Linked DNA regions of Mus musculus: region 2 is linked to region 1. Evidence: chromatin contacts called from public Hi-C data. All regions are on one chromosome and are shown on one strand. Each heading gives the region's core, a stretch centred on a gene start, on an enhancer-like site or on the middle of the called end of the contact. The rest is flanking DNA. Distances are from core to core; before and after follow the strand shown. Region 1 overlaps Atp2b4 (ATPase, Ca++ transporting, plasma membrane 4). Region 2 overlaps Gm31515 (a long non-coding RNA gene).

Region 1 (3,723 bases), core at 311-2,810:
CAAAAGATCAAAGGGGTGGGTGGGGGACCCGAAAAGCACTAGTAACCATGGTTGGTTAAAGTGGATGCCACGTGCTCTCTTGTGGTCGCTTTAGTAAATCATGCATTGTAACATACTCTCACTCACTGCCCACAGGAGGAGATGTAACTGCAGAAGAGATGGCAGAAGAGATGGAGGGGCAAGTTCTGAGTGATGCAACTGCTGCGGAATAGGAGCTAGGAACCAGTTTTACATCAAGGTGTTGAGTCATGTTCTCTCGGACTCTCTTTAAGGGGGCTTCCGTCTGGAATTTGTTAATTACGTCAATCTGCAAAGAATCAGAGAGTGAGACAGCTTTGCTCCACAGTCAGAGAGAAGGAAGAGGAAGGCAGGGTCAGGAGGGCTGGGGAGAGGGGTAGGAGATCAAGAGAGCTATTCCCTTAAACCCAGAGCAACAGGTGAGGGTGGGGCGGGGGAGGGCAGTAATTGCAAACCACACTGTCATTGTCATTTAAGGAACAATTTGCTATGGATTTTCAAACACCCAGCTAGGATTGGGTTTCCTTTTCCCCTGTAGCCTAGGATGGACAGGCACAAAAGAACTTCTCCCCAATGGTAACAGGTAGCTTTTTCATTATGTTGACCTGTACTATTAAAAATAAGGCATGCAATTTGACATACCAGAAACTAAGTACATATTAGTGAAATGTAAGACCCAAGAGCCTCTACACCAACTAAGTCAACTAATTGTTTGTTTGTTTGTTTGTTTTTGCAAATTTCCCAGGAAGTTAACACGTGTGTAAAGAAGATGGGCAGTATAGCAGTCCACACAAGTGGCCTTGGTGAAAAGACTGCCAGGTTGAGTGGCTTGGTTTGGAGGAGGTGTCTTTTTTGACGCTTCCTCCAGCTGCAGTGGTGCTTAGGATTCTGCTGGTACATGACGCACAATTCTGAAACTCACTCATGACTTAAGCACTGGAGACCTTCACTGGCAGACTGGTGCTGGCGACGCTGGGAGGCTGCCGCTGCTGCCACTCTCCCCCACCCGCCTACCACAGCAGCCTTCTGGCTTTCCGCTTTCTCCTTCTTAGGGATGGAGGCAATTAATATCATCGCTTTCCCGCAGTAAGCAATGATCTGGGGTCTTAATCAATCTACCACCCTTCTCCTTGACTCCTAAGCAATAAGGAGCAAATAGAAAGGGATTCCTTTATCTTTCAGAGATCGATTGGGATTCTGTGACTGCATCCCCAGAAGGAAGGTTTCTCCTGAGTCAGACTCCTGTTCTTGTAAACAGAGCCTCTGGAGAAGCCATGAAATACTTAGGGGTGGAGACCAAGTATGAGCTAAAAATGCTTCCCCACACAGTGGCCTGCTGGCTGAGGCTGTAGGAGGTGAGGGCTGCCCTTAGGGGGCGGATTTCAGTCCCATTAAGAAGGTAGAGGCTCCTTCCTAGGAGCTTAGAGTGTTACAGGGTCCAACTTACATAATGAAAACTGCATTCTGAGTTTACTGTTCTAAGAGTCCAGCCCTTTAATTCTTCAAATGTTTGCTTTCTAGTGCTTTTTCCTCCCCCAAACTAAAGGGTAAAGGTGAAGGGAGGAAATGCCTAGAGCCAGGGGAAGGGGGAAATCCCAGCCAGCACTGGGCAGTCACTTGGCAACATCTCCCACCCCACGTGTTGCAATTGGGGACCAGCAGCCAGACTGTAAGGGCTTTTGTTGGAATCCTCCTGAGACTGAACAAAATCCCTCCTGATGGGGGTGGGAGGGCTTTGGACATGGAAGATGCAGTTAGCACACTCAGTCTCATTTGCTCAGTTAGGTGCCAGTTACAATGTTGTGGATGGATCCTATCAGCGGCATCTTCAATAGGCTGCTGTTGGAGGCTGTTTAGGCTTTTGCTTGTTTTTTTTTTTTTTTTTTTTGAGGTAGGGTCTAGCTACACAGCCCAGACTGGCCTAACTAGGAATCTTCCCACCTCAGCCTCCTGAAGATTGTTAGATGTGCACCACATGGTTGGCCTCAGATTTAGGTTTTAAAGTCAATCTGGCCCAGCTCCCTTCCATTCTAGCAGGGAAAGAGGTATGCCTGAAGGTATGTGTGCTGTGGAGATCGGAGAGGTACGGAAAGGGGATGCAAACTGGGAGTGCAGGAAAAGGAAGAGCCATGAATCTCAGCTCCCCAGAAAGAAGACTGGCAAGAAGCAAGGAGGCTCTGGAAGGAGGGGATCCTGGCCAGGAAAAAAACAGGGACAAAACCAAAATAAATAAATAAATATTAAAAAAAAAAAAAAAGCAAACACACAGTAGAAGAGGACCCTGAAGGGAAGAAAAGCAAAGAGGTTATTTTGAAAGGAGCAGACCTGAAGAGATGGAAGTCAAGGTGCTAAATTCTACGGGCACCCAAGGGACTCAGTGGGGGTGGGGGTGGGGGTGGGCAGAGGTGGGGACTTGCTATCATGAGGTGATATATGTAAGTCAGGATTCAGTTCCCTTCCTAGGAAAAAGAGGAGAGGAGCCCAGGGTTTACGACCTGTATCTTGCCCATTTTCTACCTGGTGTCTTCCTGGGGGGTTGGGGGTGGGTGGGAGGCAGTTCCTACCAGGTAAGCAGTTTAAAATGTGAATTAGCTTGTCTTCCCTGTACACTAAAGGGGATGGGGGAGGGGGAGGCTGGCCAGGCAATTTTCTAAACCAGCCAAAGGCCAGTTTTTGAAAGTGAAATATTTTGATCTCTCGCCAACTAGGGGGAAGAAACAGGTCTTGCTCAGGACAGTCCCCTCAAGATCTTGGAATTGACGGTTTGTTTGGGAATCTTGGGACTAAAACCATAAAAGGTTGAGGGGTCTCCGAAGCTGTCCCAGTAGCGATGCATGGAAGTCGGGGGAAATGGGGTTAGGGCTACAAGCAGGGGACTCACTTGTACTCTGTTTCAGAAATTCCCTTTTTGGGAAGCCAGTCTGAATTCTTCCAAAGATATCAGGCACAGAGAGACTGCTGTTTATAGCTACTTAATCATCAGATGCCCCAGAGAGGCCTTGCATCAAGGTGGAACAATGGAAGAAGGTGAGCTTCTTTAACAAAGACCTCCCCAGATAACAGCTCTCACTTCGACCAGTCAGGGATGCTGGCTTTCCTTCCAGTGTTATAAAATCAGGGCCTCTTAGTTCTTCCATCAGGGCAGGGAAGGGACTACACAGTCCCTATCTTGGGGTCGTGGCTGGTACTGGAATAGACCTTATGTGGGAAGACATCTCCACTGACAAACCTGGGGTGGGGGTGGCGATGGGTTGAAGGGCTAACCACAGCTGAGGAACTCGGGGACCGTGGTCCAGTCTGTTGGCCCATGGTCCAGTCTGCCGACTAGTCCCTCCTAGAGGAATCCCCCAGAGACCTCTGGCCCTGTTGGCCCTGAAGTTAAGGAACACAGGCTGCGCTTGAACAGTGAGCCTTACGAAAGGGGTAAAGGTGTTGACTGCCAGGAATTACTGCCTTCCTACCCTTTCCCAGGATGGGGAGACTTCTTCTCCCAGGGTAAGGACAGGCCACCACAGAGTACCTGAGTCTGAATCCGGTTCAGGCCACGGACCCAGAGGATCTGGCCTCGGCGAAGCTCCATCTCGGCAAGGTCAATCTCGTCCATTCCCTCAGTATCCCTGCTGATGTCCTCTTTGTCACTGCCGTGGCCAGCCTCCTTCAGGAACTTCAGAGACTTGGTAGGTATTGCAGAGATGACCTGAGAGC
Region 2 (3,723 bases), core at 422-2,921, 170 kb after region 1:
CTACATAGTGATTTCCGGGCTCGCCTAGGCAACATCGCAAGAGCCGGTCTCTCTGTAGCAAGTGAAAGGCAAAAGAACTGCTGAAAAATATCTTCAGGTTCGGTAAGGGACTCAAATACAAGAAAGGGGAAGGAGCCAAATATACTTGGGAGGGACTGGGTGTGAGAAAGGAGTCCTGGGCCAGGACTTTCCCTAGTCAGTCCTGTTCATCTGGGTCTGCTATGGGCTAGGTTTAGGGTTTCAGAGGCAATGTCAAAGCAGGGCTAAGAGTAAGGCAGTGCAGGGAGGTACTTAATCCAGATGGGGATCTGCCCTGCAAGGACTTACTTTGGGCAAATTATTTAGCCACCTCTGTGACTCGGTTTCTCACCTGCCTTCAGAGTCTCAGCAAGAATGAAAGGAACTGCAAAGTGCTTAGAGCAGTTCTTAGCCTGTGGGTCGTGACCCTTTGGGGGTCAAACGACCCTTTCACAGAGGTCACCTAAGACCATCAGAAAACACAGATATCTACATTAGGATTCTACAAAAATAATTTTATGGTTGAGGGTCACTACAACATAAGGGGTCACAGCATTAGGAAGGTTCTGAACCAGTGGCTTAGCGCAGCGGCACATGCAGTGGAAGTTGTTTATAAGAGAGGGTCTGTAAACTATTGGCTTCATGAGGCTCACACAGTGAAAAAGTCTTGAAGCCCAGACTGGGGCTCTACAGTTACCTCCCCCTTACCTAAGTTCTCACTGGCCTCTCCTCCCCACTAAGATCTCCTTCACCTCCTCCCACCCAGCAGGGAAACTTTTGTTCCCACTGATAGATGAGGCAATTGTAGGGGCTGTAGAACTACAGAGGTGGGAGCATGGGTGCTGCCAGGCTGCCTGCCTTCGCTGGCGGCCTGTGTGCTCCTGGTGGGCTCAGAGGCAAAGGCATGCCACGGAGGCAGATTAATATAATCACTGTATTACCAGCCCCGCTCCCTCCCTCCCCCACTCTTCCCTTAATGGTGATGATTATACTTATTAGAGGTTCAGCTGCCAATGGTTACTGGCTCTCCCTGCTCTAGCGTTTTAATAGGAATTTGGAGCTATTGTTGTTAACACAACCTTCTGCGGGCCCCAGGACAGGTGCAGAGCAGGGCACTGGGACCTTTTCAGCCAGGCAGGCAAGGTCCCTAGGGTCCTGGTGTCCCACAGGACGCTCAAAACTCAAATACATCTTGCTTCTGTCTGGTGTCAGAAGAGGGGACTGGGGACCTCCTAGGCCTCTTCTCTTTGCAGGGGTTGAGTGGCGGCAGGTGCTTCTAGCTGGAGCTGGGTAATCTTGATGAACTACCAATCCTTCTGATGCCTGGAAGGCTTCTGTGCCCTTTAGCGGTCACCTGGCATCCTCCCAACCTGCCCCCGCCCCCACTCCCCCCATGGAGATCAGAAGGATCACTGGAGGGTGACATTGTAGCCTGGCTGGGATGTAACCGTGACACTCTGACCAGGGCTAGGATGGGAGTGAAATGAATTTCAGATGGCTGGAGGTGGGGCCCATGGGATGATAAACTTTCAGGAGAGGGGTGACCCCAGGAGAACGGTCTGCAACTCAATTTCCAGAGCTGCCCTGAGGCCTCTCAGAACCCACAGCGCCCTCACAGGCTCATCACGTGGCAGAATGACAATAGTTTGTTTTGGTTGGACTTTGTTCTTCAAACAAGGCAAGTCCTCTGTGCATACCTTTAAGGTTAATCCCGGGGCAGCCCAGACAGGGATAGTATCTCGCATTATAGATATAAATAAACCACAAGAACATAACTCACTAACTGGCAGGACTAAAGTTCAAACCCAGACTCTTCACATGTTAGCCAGGTGAGGCTGTACCTTAGAAGGGACTGCGTCTAAGGCAGTTGTCTCTGTGTTTCCCACTGGGTGAAGCAGGTGTGACATGTGTGTTAGTTGGTGTCTATCCAGCAGGAGCAAGAGGGTTGACTCGGAGCCAGGGAGGGTTAAGTGGAACCAGCAAGGAAATTGGAAATTGGAGCAGAGCCTTGGTTTCTAAGACCAGGGGGAAGCCCAAGCCCATGTAGGGACTGCTCTTCAGGACCTCTGGATTCTTGGCCTTGGAGGAAGAGTACCACCCCATAGCATAGATGCAGGCCTGGCAGTGGGTGTGTGAAGTGTACAAAGAGGCCTCCGAAGGTCTTGGGTCCTACAGTCATGCCTCCCTCCCTGGCCTTCCTAGAGCCCATTTGCTGGACAGGTGGTCTTGAAGACTTGGATCTGGGTGGGATGGGAGAAAGTGGGAGAGGAGAGGGGCAAGCAGGGTGAACTCTGAGCAGGCTGCCTCTGAGGGCTGAGTGAGATCAGGCTGGGCCTCTGATAAGGAAAACAGACAGTGCTCGCCCTATTAGCCAAGGGCAGCTGTTCTCTGGTCTCTCTGACCCATCCATCACCACGTGTCCTAGTCCCCAGAGCTCTGGTGTTGAGGAGTCCCCGCTTTTCTCCATGGAGACCCAGAGAATGCCCAGATTTGAGCAGAACTCATCTATCCGGAGTATGGCAGGGGAGCAAGTCGAAAGTGGACAGGTGTTAGAGAAGTGAGCCTCACCTGTGAAGGAAGAAGAGGCTAGACCCTCATCGAAGTCATCTTCCAGCTTCTCACCTTCAGAAGCATACTGACTGTGGGCATCCTCTTATCCTTTCTACAGATGTGTTTTGGGCAACGCAAGGCCTCTCCCTGTTCTGCTAAGCAGCCATATGCAAGGGGTGGCCCTGCCTGGCTCATTTGGCCAGTTTGCTTGCTGTCTTCTCTACCAGCTCTTCCAGTCTATTCTACTCAGAATATGTCTCTAACTGTTGACAGTACCACCTGCTACCGTTGCTCCAGAGTCTAAGCTCCTGGGACAGGGTCCATATTTGATCCACTAATGTAAGCCCCGTGCTTACAATTACGGGGGGTACAGGAGGTGGGCCTGAGATCTGAGATGCTCTATAATTTTAACTGCCCCATGTTCCACTTTCAGAGAGACTGGTAATTAAGCATTCAGATTACCCTTTTCCTGACATTTGTTGGGCAGGAGAGACCAATAATACCAGAGGACCAAGCATCCCACCCTGTTAGCTGATTTGTAAGAAGCGGAGCTCCTGTGGCTTCCTGCTCCTCGGCTCCTCTGCTTCCAGCAGCTGACAGGAGTGAGTAGGAGGAGGCCAATGTTAACCTGTCAGCTTCCCTGACGTCCTGTGTGCACACGGAATGAACGGACAAATGGAATTCACAGGCCGGGAAGAGTAGGCTGAAGCCTTGCCCATCACACCTACAGACTCCTGTGCCTGCCAGTGAGCTGAAATTGCAGGCTGACTCCCAGAGATGCTGGCTGCAGTTATTTTTTTCTACCTTGAGCCCTTGGGGTGGAGTTCTGAAAGGACAGGATCCTAGGAGACAGGCCTTACCTCTGCTCGCTGCTTGGGCCCAGTGTCTGCCTGTGCTGTCGGAGAAAGCTAGGTTGGATGGAAACCTGGAGCTGGGACCTGGGCTGTTACTGAGGCACTGGGACACCAGACAGGAAGTGGAGCTGCCTGTGAGTGGCCTACTCCTCAGAAGAGCCTGGGAGCTTTCTAAATCCATGGCTCCAAAGAGAGAGAAAGGCGACTCTGCAGACCCTCGATTTTTCTCCCGTTCCTTTCACCTGTACCCTATCATTATGTGTCACAGAATAGAGGACCCAGCTGAAGAGAGGCGGCAGAG

Evidence for each region. A called contact is a pair of places that touch in the nucleus more often than the background predicts.
Region 2: a contact with region 1 is called in a Hi-C map of liver, with 3 times the contacts expected there. The contact joins two enhancer-like sites. A contact is called at or near these places in 3 of 39 promoter capture datasets (the 3T3-L1 cell line, 3T3-L1-derived adipocytes and liver), 7 of 15 datasets of contacts at CTCF or cohesin (CD8 T cells, the G1E-ER4 cell line, embryonic stem cells and 3 more), 32 of 484 Hi-C or Micro-C datasets (B cells, the Ba/F3 cell line, CD4 T cells and 17 more), 16 of 115 datasets of contacts at active chromatin or transcription factors (the HPC-7 cell line, Th17 cells, craniofacial prominence and 11 more) and 3 of 9 other capture datasets (adipose tissue, liver and pancreatic islet).

The regions. Positions count from the first base shown.
Region 1 is chr1:133,711,516-133,715,238 of GRCm38.p6, forward strand. Atp2b4 (ATPase, Ca++ transporting, plasma membrane 4) reads right to left here. Exons shown (of 20, transcript NM_213616.4): 19 at 3,539-3,715. Among named protein-coding and RNA genes, the nearest start is that of Mir6903, 13 kb to the right of the region's middle. Within about 2 kb of position 1,561, at least 36 of the 459 cell types and tissues checked have an H3K27ac peak or open chromatin away from gene starts, as enhancers often do. A contact at or near this core is called in liver, where this site is marked.
Region 2 is chr1:133,881,055-133,884,777 of GRCm38.p6, forward strand. All of the region lies in intron 2 of Gm31515 (a long non-coding RNA gene), which reads left to right. Among named protein-coding and RNA genes, the nearest start is that of Gm31515, 23 kb to the left of the region's middle. Within about 2 kb of position 1,672, at least 27 of the 459 cell types and tissues checked have an H3K27ac peak or open chromatin away from gene starts, as enhancers often do. A contact at or near this core is called in liver, where this site is marked.